Linked DNA regions of Zea mays: region 1 is linked to region 2. A link is a contact called in public Hi-C data. All regions are on one chromosome and are shown on one strand. Each heading gives the region's core, a stretch centred on a gene start, on an enhancer-like site or on the middle of the called end of the contact. The rest is flanking DNA. Distances are from core to core; before and after follow the strand shown. Region 1 holds the start of LOC100193156 (Speckle-type POZ protein). Region 2 holds the start of LOC100501891.

Region 1 (6,422 bases), core at 1,679-4,178, 140 kb before region 2:
CTCCGCGAGGGCATGGCGCTGGCCGGACTACCCGGGGGCAAGGTGGTGGCCAACGCCAGGAATATTTCAATTTAGTTGATCCAATGTTAGGAAAGAATGTGTGTATTAAGGCCAGCGAATTTGGCGATGTTGATTTGGGTCCCTGTCGAGTTTTGACGGGGGCTGTTAGTGGTAGTCGTGCTTCAGATTGTGTTGAGTCTGCCCTTGGGCTACTTAGCGAGGTCGGGAGCTTGATCATGTTGTGTGAATATAGGGAGGCTGGTCTTATACCGAAGGAGGAGCCCCGAGTCCTTGATTGTGGGTCCTGGCGAATATGTAATGGTGACATCGTCAATGCTGAGAATGGTGTTTGTACTAATAATGTACTCTAGCAATGTTGGCGGTTGTCTCCGATCGACAGAAATAAAAATGAAATGTTGCCCTCTCCCCTTTACCAACGGGGGATAGGTGGCGGCCTTAGGATGGACCTTTTATTCGTGGGTGCCCCCGCGCCACAGGTGTATGTTACCACGATTTGTTTTATTGTGCTCTTGAAGGGCTTCGCACCTCTGGTTGTCTTGAACGGTATTTTGGTTTAATCAGGGGTCGCCTGTGGGCATATGTGGAGGCGTCTTCGTCATAATTTAATTTAGTGTTGTGTGCATTTGCTAAGATTTTACTTTATACTGGCGGCACCCTGAGGCATTGTTTGCACCTGGAGGCGGCTTTTGCGCTTGGAGACGTCTTTGCCTAGATTTTATTTTAATCTGGCGCCGCCCTGAGACGGTTTTGCACCCGAAGGCTGTTTTTGCGTCTAGAGGCGTCTTCGTCTAGATTTTATTTTAAAATGGTGCCGCCCTGAGACGGTTTTGCACCTAGAGGTGGCTTTTGTGCTCAGAGGCATCTTCGCCTAGATTTTATTTTAGCCTGGCGCCGCCCCGAGACGATTTTGATTTTGCACCCGGAGGTGGCTTTTGAGCCCAGAGGCGTGCATTTTAATGCCAAACGTTTGTGGAACCAGGAAAGGAGCAAATTATGTATGTATGTGTAGATCTAGGTGACCGCTATTGTGAGCTTGTGTTTAACAATGGTCACCACCCAAAAAAACGGTTCTAACTCGCTGCTTTCTAGACATGTGAAGTATGTTGTTCGCACTACGTTTGCTTTTGCAGCGACTCACCTAACGCATATAGGGCCAGTTTGGTTCCTGACGCGAGGCGCCGCGCCTAAGTCGCGGCGGCCAATTCGGCCGCCACAATTGCGGCAGCAAAAGTGTAGCGGGAGGTGGCAGTTTAGGCGTAATACCAAACAGCCCCATAATGTTGGTTTGGTTGGTCGCGAAATATTGCAGCGCTATGTAGTGTAGGACCTATTGACCGCCACAACAGCAATTTTAAATTAGTTTGCCATCTCTTGTGATTTAGCCGTCTTAGATTTATCCTAATTCAATCACTATCAACTTTAACCGACAACATAAAAGTATCATGACTAGCATAATATGTAATTCCTGTAGTTTAAAACAATTATATATATATATTATTGGCCAAAGTTTAAATAGTTTGACTTAAGATAAATCTAAAACGACGACTAATTCACGTGGTTGGATAGAGTAGTACTTAATAAGAAAGCAAGAGCTATAGTGCATTCCAACTTCTGAGAATTAAACATTAAGCACATAGACGGACTTGTTGTGGATATTCAAAGCTAGCAGCTAACAAAATCACCCGCTGCGAATTGGTGGAGAGCGGCACATACGCAGTCAAGTCAACTGGCAAAAGCACCAAAAGATTGAGAATCTCCTAGGATGCACAACTACTGTGCAGTTTTCTACACCAAGTTGCTGAGCATGACAACCAACTCCTCCATAACAGAGGGGCAGCTTCTGCTCAGATGCTCAAAGCCGTCAGTGGCGGCGACTGCCCTCAAATTTGCAGGAGAGCTGAGAAAATGGAAGCAGACCTTCTTCAGTGCATGGCAGCGGTGTTGCTCAGCGAGCGCCAGGATGGTTGCTATCGTGCCCACATGGATGCACTCACACAGCTTCTTTTCACATAGCAATTTCAGCCTCTCCAAGTTGTATTTGTCCGCAGCGACCAGTAGGTGCTGACACAAAACGTCTTCATCGTCTCCGTCTTCACCTTGTTTCATCGTCTCTGTCTCTAACAAGTCGGTGTAAAGGAAGTAGAGCAATGCCTTGAACACCAGAGGTTCCATGTCCTCTATGCGCACCACGCCTCCGGTGTGGCCCCCCTCTTCCATCGCACCAAAGAGATCTGCACTGAAGACAGGCGAACGGGCTGCGAGCACGCACCGGTGTGCGGCGAACGTCTCACCGGCGACGTCGAACACCACATCGGCGCCCTTCTCGGTCAGCAGGAGAATGCCGAGATGCTGGTGCAGGTCAGATGGGGGCACGGAAACCATAGCAGCCGCAGCAGTGGCTACCACGCGGACTTCGTTGGTGGGCACGACCACATCGCACCGAATGGAAAAAGAATCGTCTAGGAGATGCTTCGACTCTTCCAAATCTTTCCTTTTGATGAACTCGGGGCGCCCCCAATTGTTGTCAATATTATCAAAGCTATGCAGTCCTCCCAGTATCAACGGCTGCTCCGCCACGTCACCGACGAAACGGAACTTGAACCGCGCCTTCACTGTCTCAGCGACCCAGTCGTGGAGATAGAGAGAAAGCGAGACGTACTCTTTGGTCTCCGAGCTCCTGCCGTTGGGGTAGTAGCGAATGTGCCAGCGATGGCCGCCCACGGTGAACGGGAGGGACGCGATGTACTCTCCTGTGGGGGTCCCCATGGTGTGGGAGTAGCCATCGATCCTGAGGATGTGGTACCCACTCGCGACAGTGGCGACGATGGCCGAGGCAGACCAGGACGGCTTGCCGCCGCCAGCCATGACAATCCCTCCCTGCATTTTGGACTCCATTTTGGAGTAGGGTTTGGCACGAACTGGCGGCGCGGAAACTGGAAAGGGAAGGCAAAACGAAAAAGGAGCTGGCCATGGGTCGTCGCCGGTGTTGGGCTCCTTTTTTCTAGCCCGATTTACAGAGTTCCCAAAAACACAACCCAGTTTGTATTATTGGGCCGAAATATGGGCCACGTCGATCAGGCTCACCACGTCCTCTGTTTCGTCCAGATGGTCTGTTTGATTAGAGTGACTAGTATTTAGTCTCATTTAGTCTTTTTTTTTTACCGAACGAAAAAACACCAAAGTACAGCCTTGCGAGTATACATACTATAGAATATAGAATACTATGGCAGGCCTCTATTTCGGCCTACAGACAAAAAAATTCCGGTCATTTGAATCGGCATGTCCACTGGTTGTATCTAATTTTCTACGTCATTTTGTGTCCGATCAAAACCGCTGCCGCGTCAGCTACATCATACACTACACCCACGATTCTACTATCCCCATGATTGACTGAGAATGTCAAGTAACCCTAATTAGGATTATATAGATAAATACCGAATTTGTCTCTGATAGGTATCACGTCTTTATATAAGGTGCCCATTCATAAGAGACTGATAAAAAAGATGTCAGAGACATAACCCTACATCTCGTGTCTCATGTGTTCCTTTGTTTTGCTTCTGGAAGGAAGACAGGTCTTTAACATCTTCTCGCGCCTAAACTGCTGATAGGAGGAAAGGGAGCAGGTCTAGTGATCTGTGGTAACATAGTTATTCAAACATTATTAGCACGATCTACATCGATGTTGCTGCGGGATCAGATCTACATCAACTATTCGTCAACCCGGCACACGCCTGTTGCGCTTATTACGAAAGCTTGCTATGATGTTGTAGGTCTGATGGCTGCACATGCGTTGACACTAGATATGCTAGAGTTTGTACTCGCGTGGATTGTGGTGGGTTGTTCCCTGAAGTCACATTATGTGCAACATTCGTAAACAATTTTTTGGCTCTATATTTTATTTGATTGTGTTGACTGGCATCAATATTATATCAAGCTCTAAATAAATCTAGGAAATTAAATTAAAATAAATGAAACACATATAAGTTAATACTCAGCTCTTTCCTCGTGCATAAAGTTTTATCCGAAATAACCCGAAGATATAAAATATAATGCATGAAAGCCCCTTTGGCATAGAAGATATCACAACATGGGATTATGTTAGTCATTAAATAGACCTTACCAATTGAATAAAGGCTAGAAATCTCAGCCATACATTGCTCAACCAAATGTTGACACATTGTTATTTGTCGCTGAACGACATGAAGCGAACTTTGAGATAAATGGCTAGTACCCTAGCAACACGAAGTTGCGAGTACATAGATAGGTTACTAAGAAAATTTTCACTATATTGGTCTGAAAAACCATTGTGTGTTCTTATTGAACCACTTTAATCGTCCTATATAGGACATCCATGCTTGTGTTGCATATATCTCTCAGAATTGTAAATACTCATAGTCGCTGTCACACCTAGTTTTAGAAGATAAACCGAATGTGAATCATGTACGTGCCAGGATTAAAAATTCATGTACACGGCGATTACATAACTGACTCATCAGAACATAATGCTTCAAATAACAATAAAGAGTAAGTAAAATATTAAAGACTAGAGTCATTTACATAATATGAATCAAAGTGCACATAATAGAAATGTAGCCAACGTAAACAAACCCACCACAGGCAGCTAACTAGAGGAGATCGCTAACCTAATCCTCGAACTCGTCGAAGACCTGGAACTCCTGAAGATCTGCCCGATGCCTTCTTCTCCTTCTTTACCTGAGCATAGGTTGCCCTAAAGCAACCTAGTGTTTTGTGAAAGCAAGGATAAGTACACATCAACGTACTCAGCAAATGTCTCGTTTGGCTGAGGTGGACTAGCTTTATGTGGGGTTAGGGTCAAAGCAGTTGCTTTTAGTTCGTCACGTATTTATTATTAGTAGAAGCCAAGTTTTAGAAATAACCAACTCGTGAATCATTTCCTCGTCGAGGAACATCATTATCATCATCAAACCAAAACCATAAATAGAACCATAGCATCTTAGATCATTTGTATCTCTAATCAAAAAGAATCCCAAGGCCGCTCTTAATCGTGAGCACGACTGATATATCAGATTCATTCCTCTGCGGAGGTTGTAGACTTAACCCACGAGTCGTGATTCCCTTTCTGACTGGAGAGCGTTACTCCCCATTGACCACTACCTAGGTGGCCTGGCAGGGTATCACTACGTAGCCTTTACAAAGATTTCCCTGGTGTGCAGTTGCTCATTAGGTTTCACCAGTAGTACAAACACAGTACTCCTCACTAAGGTGGGTGACTAACAAAACCAAATCGAATGAACCTCGGCACCCACCCTTAGCAGAGCAAGCACTATGTCCCGTCCCCCATTGATGGCCCTCCAGCAAAGCCAACTACACCTGCAAGTTCATCAAATTAATTAGCTAAGGGCGTCCCATACCACCCTTATGGCTGCATTGTTTTTCCAGGTGGTCTCTCAACGAACAGATCCTTATGGAGAGGTGCTCAGGAAACAGCCTGAGTCCCCTAAAGTAACACAAGCTCATCGTCATAATCAAGATATCATCAACATATCATAAATGTTCTCATCATGATTGATTAGAGTAAAGCAATAGCATAATACTAATCATAGTAGCCGATTTCCAAATGGTAAACAAGGACAGGAAAACAGAATACTAGTCAATCCTCAGGTTGTTCATGTTATGTGGGGCAATGAATTATAAAGTGAATGAGATATAATTGGTCAGAGGACACTTGCCTTCACCAAACAGATGCTCAGGGCCTTCAACCTTGTAGAACTCGAAGAACCTGACCACTTGATCGCTGAAGCTTGACCGTCGATTCCTCGAAGCTCGGAAACGAATCATGATCTAATCGCAACGCGAAGCGAAGACGAACAGGCACAAGCAAACAAACATATATGTGCATAAGAACATTACACCATTCAAAGAAAAACATAATAAAACATGCAAAAATAGAGCTCGCTACTATGGTCACACGACGAAAAGAAACATGAGGTCGGAGCTACGGTCGAGAAGTTATTGCGTTTACGCTAAACAAGTACTAGTTAAAACATTTGATTCGATGTAATTATATTAATTGATATTTATGAAATATAAATTAAAACTACTTAGTTTTGACTAACCTACTATTTTAATTGTGGATGATTAAATAAATAACTAATTAAGTGACACGAGTGATTATAAGCAAATGATTTAATCTCGTGCAGATAAAGCGTGATACACACGAACGGCGCGCGACCACGCGTGCGAACAGGACGCGCGACACTCGTGAACGACACGCGACGACGCGCGCAAAACAGCACTGCGGCAAGCGCTCGGTACGCGCACGACATGCAGACCAACACGATACGCGAAACCTAATAAATAAATAGCATGATTAATCTAAACAATTATTAATAAAGAATATTTCAGTTAAAGTTAATCAT
Region 2 (6,671 bases), core at 2,772-5,271:
AGAGGTGAGGGTCACACGTTGGTTTAATCAACAATTGGATTTATCTTCTCCATTATTTTTTACAATAAACATCTTTACAAATCTGGTTCATATGGTTTTGGAATTAGGGTGTCGACACAATGAGAATGGACTAAACTAAAATATTATTGGATTATAATTTTGGATCTAGTATTATCTACAATAAAATCAAACGTTCATCTCTCTGTCTCAGATAATATCGTGTTCGAATAAGATGCAAACAGACTGAGCCAAATGAGATTGAGACCGATATTTTAAACTATATTTCATACGACTTAAAATCAGATAACTTCATCTGCAACTCGACACCTAATCCTTCCGTCGAGGATAATTTGCTGGAAACCAACCATGATTTCAGACACTATGTCTCGCTTGACGAGAAGGGACTAAATTACTTTATATCTAAAAACTTTAGTCGTCGAGTTCTGTTTAGTTTGTTCGGGATAAAAATCATCAGTGTGGGTCGGGCTTCCGAATTCGTATTCTCTTAATCTATAAATTTTAAACAGGCACAAGACTCGACATATCGCGAAATAAATAAGCGAGATCAATGCGACATCGAAAGTGTGATTCTTTCGGTAGCGACGTCACGCATCGTTCACGGGGCAAGAGACTGGGCGCTGTCCAGACGTCGGTTAGCACCCGCCACATGCGTCACGATGTCAGGCCACAGAGAGACACGTGCAACGCAAGCGTGAAAGAATTTCAAATGAAGTTTAAGAAGCTACATTTGATTTCAAAAATTATAGTTTAGGCAAGACGTCGAGGGCTCAACCCAAACGATACTGGATTCGATGTTCCGAAGATTACTAAAGGCTGAATTTTAAAAGAAATAGATTTGGAAAAATTTAGACAGACGGAGGCAGACACGATATCAAAATCGTGATAAACGAGGTTGATTAAAAATTAGTGACCTTTACATTCACAGCTATCACATGTTAACGTCCGCACTAGTGGTCGAGCAGATGATAAACGCCTGGGGTGTTACATTCACCCAAAGATTTCTTTTCAAAGATTTGAAATTGGAGAGGCAAGAGATGTATGACTCTTCACAATCTGATTCTAATGTTGTGTTCTTCATCACTGTATGATTTTCACAATCGATATCTTGCAAGTACTCTCTTATTCACCTTAGTCTTGATACATCAGTTCACAAGCCATCCGCTTGACCTTCTCTTTTGCTTAGCCCCTTGAAGTCCTTCCCTTTCCTGTCTTCACATTATCATACTGCCTCTAAGTCACATTACATTGAGCATCCATTGAAAATTCATTTACTCAATATTGTGAACCTTGATTGAATGTTAGCTAGATATGAATGTTAAGATTAGTCAAGCTTCCGTTTGATTCTCATAGAAACATATATGGACCAACATCATTATGGTCAAACCAATTTACGATTCCTTACATCCTATTCATTTTGGCTTGACACTTCCTCTCATTTACTTCAATCTCTATCAACAAAGATCACTCATCCTTGTATTACTTCTATCTGGCTTGACTGGTCACTTGACTAAGTGCAAGTACTTGCTTCTCCATTTAACCAAGCATTTCTTAAGTCATATCTCTTTAGTGTACATCGAATCCTTTAATAACTGATTATCTAATAGATGGTCTTTTGTCTTTTGATCTTCATGAAATATCCCATCTCCATATATCCAAATGACCTTGACTATGGGATATCACCATCATTGCTTAATGTTGATCCTTTATACTTTTCTATCATGAGAAATCCGTGTATATGAGACATTTTCATATTAAACTTTGCCTCTTGACTATTTTGAATCATGATTGCTTCTTTAACTTTCCTGTTCAACACTTAGCAAACTAGACAATTATTTAATTGTGTTGTTATCCAAATCACCAAAACCCACAAGAGGGCTAGATGCACTCTTACTATGCAATGCTCGGTGGAGCCCCATACACTTTGGTGCTATGAAGCAATTGTTCACAAAAGTCCAATGACCATGTAGCTAAAACCTTAGCTAAAATCGTTCCGCTGTATGGTCCTACACATGTCGTCGGACTAGTCCGACACATCCTTGAAACTCACGAGTCTGATCACATAAACCACCAGACCCATTGTATTGTCGAACTACTATGGTCTAATAACCATGTATCATAGATGCCTCAAAAAACCTTTTAACTTGTTCATTTTTGAAACTTTAGAATTAGGTTTTGATCCTTACTAGTTTTGGGCATCTACTAAGCCACCTATAGCAAAAGAGAACTAGTGTGCACCACACTAAACTCATTAGACTTGTATAGATCGAGCTACTGGTTCACAAACCCATTTATAGTATGGTTAAAGAAACAACAAAGTCTTAAACTACTCTAAGTGTCTATCAACACTTAGAACTAGTCTACCATTAACCTTGCCCTTCGTCCTTTCTAAAACCCGCAAACAAATTCCATAAGCAGGGGCATATGAACCATACATTGCCCAAAACACCGTTCATTATTGTGACCTAACTCAAATTTACCTCTAAAAACACAATTAGTCACAATAATGTTATTTATTAATCACCAAAACACTTAAGGCTTATATGCTAGGACGTGGCTAGAAAAAAGTTTAGAAGGGAATGAATTAAATCATTACAAAAATATAATCTCACTAAACCACTCACATTAGACATATATAATAGTTTGAAATAATATTATATTAAAAAAATTGAAGTAGTGTTATATTAAAATGTCGATAAACGATAAAAACCATAAAATACACATGAGACCATACTATGTATGTTTTAAATTTTAGTGAGGGTTGGATCCCCACCCCGTCCCATCATTAGATCCATCATTACCTATATGCTTTCAGATGGGTCTTAGTTGATCGAATCTAAGGTCCGATTAATGTAACTTCTCTCTCACTTGCACTATAAAAAGAGAGGGTAGTGTTAGGGGCCTTATATATTAGGATCTAAGGGATTTAGTTGAATTCACTCCACACGGAGGGTAAGACATGTATGTGGATTACAACCTAAGAGGTTATAATTTCCACCAAAACCAAGAGGTAAAAAAGAAGTTAGAAGGTCATGACGTTGAGTTGTGTTATAAGCTTATAATATTCTTCGTATTGTGGTTTATCAATCGATGGATAACAAAAGAATATATGGTATTACACATCCTGTGGTCCAAATATCCCTAAACTATTCGTGCCTGCCCAGATTCAACACATCGCTCTCCGATGCCCTCACTCTCTTGGAAGCTCTTCTTTTTAAGTACTTTACTTATGCCGTATGTGCCCACAATGATAAAAATCTAGATAATTTCTCTTATTCGTCAAGAAGTGGAAATGTGGAATGCATTATCATCTCATCTGGGTGAAAATTGCTGAATTCAAAACCCCTTGGGAGTTGAGAACATGGATGGTTTCGTTGCTCAATGGGCAACTTTACATGAGCGTGGACTTTGAAAAGTCACGTGAAGCAAGAACTTTCCGTATCTTGGCCCCTAAGCAGGGTTCTGCTCCTAGCTAGCTTTAGGATTAGTTTTCTCAACTACTCATGTCTCTTGACTCTTGCATACATCCTATTTATTTTTCCGAGAAAAAGAAGTTTCCTCAAATTTTATTTCTTGTGTTGATCGTTTCGTAGCAGTAAAACCACTCGCATAAAGTCCTTGGAAAAATAGTAAACGAAACAGCGTAGCGTGGTGGATGGTAAAAGAAAAGTAAAACTTTGCGCCCGCCTATACAAAACCGGGAGCGACGGGACGACCATGTCGGTGAGAAGAGAATATTCCACAGCCAGTCGGTCCAAGCTGGACAGCAGGAGGACAGACAGGCAGCCCGCAGCCGCCGCCGCCGCAGCCCGTTCCGTTCTCCTCGCTCTCTTTTCACTTGCCAACGCCAACGCCAACTGCTTCTTGTGCAATTGGGTGTGCTTGCTACTGCTCGCTCCCCCCGCGGCCGCCCTCGCTTGCTCCGGGCGCCACCGTGGGGTCCTCCCCCCCTGCTCTCCCACACCCACCCTGTCCTTGTCGTCCGCTCTGCGCAACCAAACCGGCGAAACCGCCCCCCTTTCACTCCCCCTCCTCCTCCAGATCCATCCGCCTCTCCTCGAAACCGTCTCTCTGTGCGTCCGGAGTCCGGGGAGAGGGTGGCGGCGGTGGAGATGGAGAGCCTGGCGCAGCGCGCGGCGCTGCTGCGGGAGTCGCTGCAGAAGAGCCAGCAGGTCACCGACGCCGTCGTCTCCATACTCGGCTCCTTCGACAGCCGCCTCACCGCGCTCGACTCCGCCATGCGCCCCATCCAGGTGCGCCTCCTCACCCACTCGTTCGCTCGGCGCCGCCTTCGTCTCTCTTGATCTTACTGCTAGGGCTCCCCGCGTCACTGCCTCTGGATTGGTGCTCTGATGCTGCTGCTGCTTCTGCCGTTGCTTCGTCTGGGCGCAGGTGAGGACGCACGCCGTTCGGACCGCGCACGAGAACATCGACCGCACGCTGCGCTCCGCGGATGTGATCCTCACCCAGTTCGACAGGACCCGAGAGGTGCTTCCTCCTAACTTCACTCCTCCCATGCTCGTCGATTGAGTTTCACGCTATGTGCATCCCCGCGTACTTGCAAGTCGGACCTGCAGTTTAATCTAGCCTACAACAACAGTTGGGAGCGAATTTGGACATTGGTTGTATTATTAGATGCGATGAGAGCCGTAAAAGTTAGTTTATGAACTTGGTCAGTAGCCCCTCCATTGTGAAAGCATATTTGTGTTGAAATGAAACAACAACCAACCAACCTTTGCAAAATTTGACCGACAATCACTACATTAGATACATGTTTATTGCGTGAAAGTTGCAACATATTGGAATTACTTTTAAGATTATGTTCGTTTTTGTAATAATTGACAATGCACCGTAGGAGAAATCTATGGTCAAAATATACTATGGAAGACTTTCTCATCCTACAGTATGACGTAAATTTATGGGCTGAGTGAGTAACACAGATTAAACCATTATTGCATTTATCATAAAAAAATGCTATTAAGCCATCAAATTTGTACCAACTTTGCAAAGCAGTGGTGAGAAGCAATGATCCAACATGCTTGTTCGAGACCCTGTTGATCACCTAAATGGCAATCTAAAAAATTAATGGATGTAGTATTTTATCTATCTATTTATTTATTTATTTTGTGATGGGTTGTTTTGTTTGTGAGCATGTCCTTTACTTCACTTGTTATATGTACAGGCAGAGCGTGAAATACAGAAGGGGCCGCATGAGAACCTTCAAGGTTTCCTAGATGCAGTTGATCGCTTGAGAAGTATTGAGCGTTTCTTTAGTTCAAATCGGAGTTACCGTAGTAGCGATGGGGTGCTCAACCACGTAAACGCGCTCCTTTCTAAGGCCCTTGTCAGGATGGAGGGTGAATTCCAGAATCAATTATCCCAGCGCAGGTTTGTGTCTCATTATTAATTCGTAATTGATCATTTTGCTATCTAAAACACACCTAATCCTTGCGCTGTGCACCCTCCTAACTGATTTCAGCAAACCGATGGAGCCTGATCGTCTTTTTGATTGTCTTCCAAGTACACTTCGACCATCGTCTGAATCTCAGCCCGAAGGTGGGAAAAACCCATCCGAGAATCAGCAAAACCCAGAGGCTGTTGTATATAGTCCTCCTGCTCTTATTGAGCCAAAGTTTGTTCCACTACTCTCTAAATTAGCACAACAGTTGGTTCAAGCTGGATGCCAACAGCAATGCTCAGAAATATATAGGTACAATGATTTACACTGATAGTTTTGCACTTTCTATTGTTATCGGCATGCAAAAAACTTTTCTCGTTTCTGTGTGCCCCTGTTGTGTCTGCTAAGACTCTAAGAGATGCAGTACAGTTGTACCTGATGGAGTGACTTAGTGAAGCATATTCTCTTTTATGTGCAGTGAAGCTCGTTCTTCAGCTTTAGAATCAAGTCTGAAGAACTTGGGCGTTGAAAAACTTAGCAAAGATGAAGTGCAGAAAATGCCGTGGGAAATTTTGGAGTCTAAAATAGGGAATTGGATTCATTTCATGCGAATTGCTGTAAGTAATTTCCCTCCCTCCCTCAGGTCTTCTGTTATGGTATAGCATTGCTCTGGTGACATTTGCCTCTGCTTGAGACAGGTTAAACTTCTTTTTGCTGGGGAGCGCCAACTTTGCGACCAAGTTTTTGAGTGCAGTCAATCGTTGAGGGATAAGTGCTTTGCTGCAATAACAAAGAACAGTTTGGCTACACTACTCAGTTTTGGAGAGGCTATTGCTATGAGTAAACGATCACCAGAGAAACTCTTTGTTCTGTTAGACATGTACGAGATAATGTGCGAGCTTCAAACAGAGGTAAATATCTGATTCTGTCATAGCTACAGTGGCGTATTTCAGTTGCCAACCATTTCTCTTTAGTGCACATCGATATCAGCACACTTTGCATGCTTCCCTTATAGTCAACGTCCATTTGGGCTAAACTGAGTGTTAAAATCCTTTAGCCGTCCCTAAAATTTTTGGTTATCAGAAATCCTGCAGTTCCTGTTAGTGTTTGGCCCACTTGTATCGATGACATTGCATCTGACTTGTAAAACACTGCTACATATTTTTTTTCTCGAACAACACAGGCTGTGTGTCATTTCATTAAGACAGTAAAACAAATCCAAAGAGAGGTTCAGAAACCTCTCGAGCACATCATG

What was found. A called contact is a pair of places that touch in the nucleus more often than the background predicts.
Region 1: a Hi-C map of leaf shows a contact between it and region 2, with 5 times the contacts expected there. The contact joins the promoter of LOC100193156 here to the promoter of LOC100501891 in region 2. A contact is called at or near these places in 7 of 25 Hi-C or Micro-C datasets (bundle sheath, ear, endosperm and 3 more) and 1 of 3 datasets of contacts at active chromatin or transcription factors (leaf).

Annotation. Positions count from the first base shown.
Region 1 is chr2:245,809-252,230 of Zm-B73-REFERENCE-NAM-5.0, reverse strand. It overlaps LOC100193156 (Speckle-type POZ protein), which reads right to left and starts at 2,928. Exons shown (of 1, transcript NM_001138313.1): 1 at 1,619-2,928. The coding sequence starts at 2,916. The coding sequence ends at 1,807.
Region 2 is chr2:104,785-111,455 of Zm-B73-REFERENCE-NAM-5.0, reverse strand. LOC100501891 reads left to right here and starts at 4,021. Exons shown (of 12, transcript NM_001196530.2): 1 at 4,021-4,271; 2 at 4,411-4,506; 3 at 5,201-5,406; 4 at 5,498-5,728; 5 at 5,895-6,033; 6 at 6,115-6,327. The coding sequence starts at 4,131.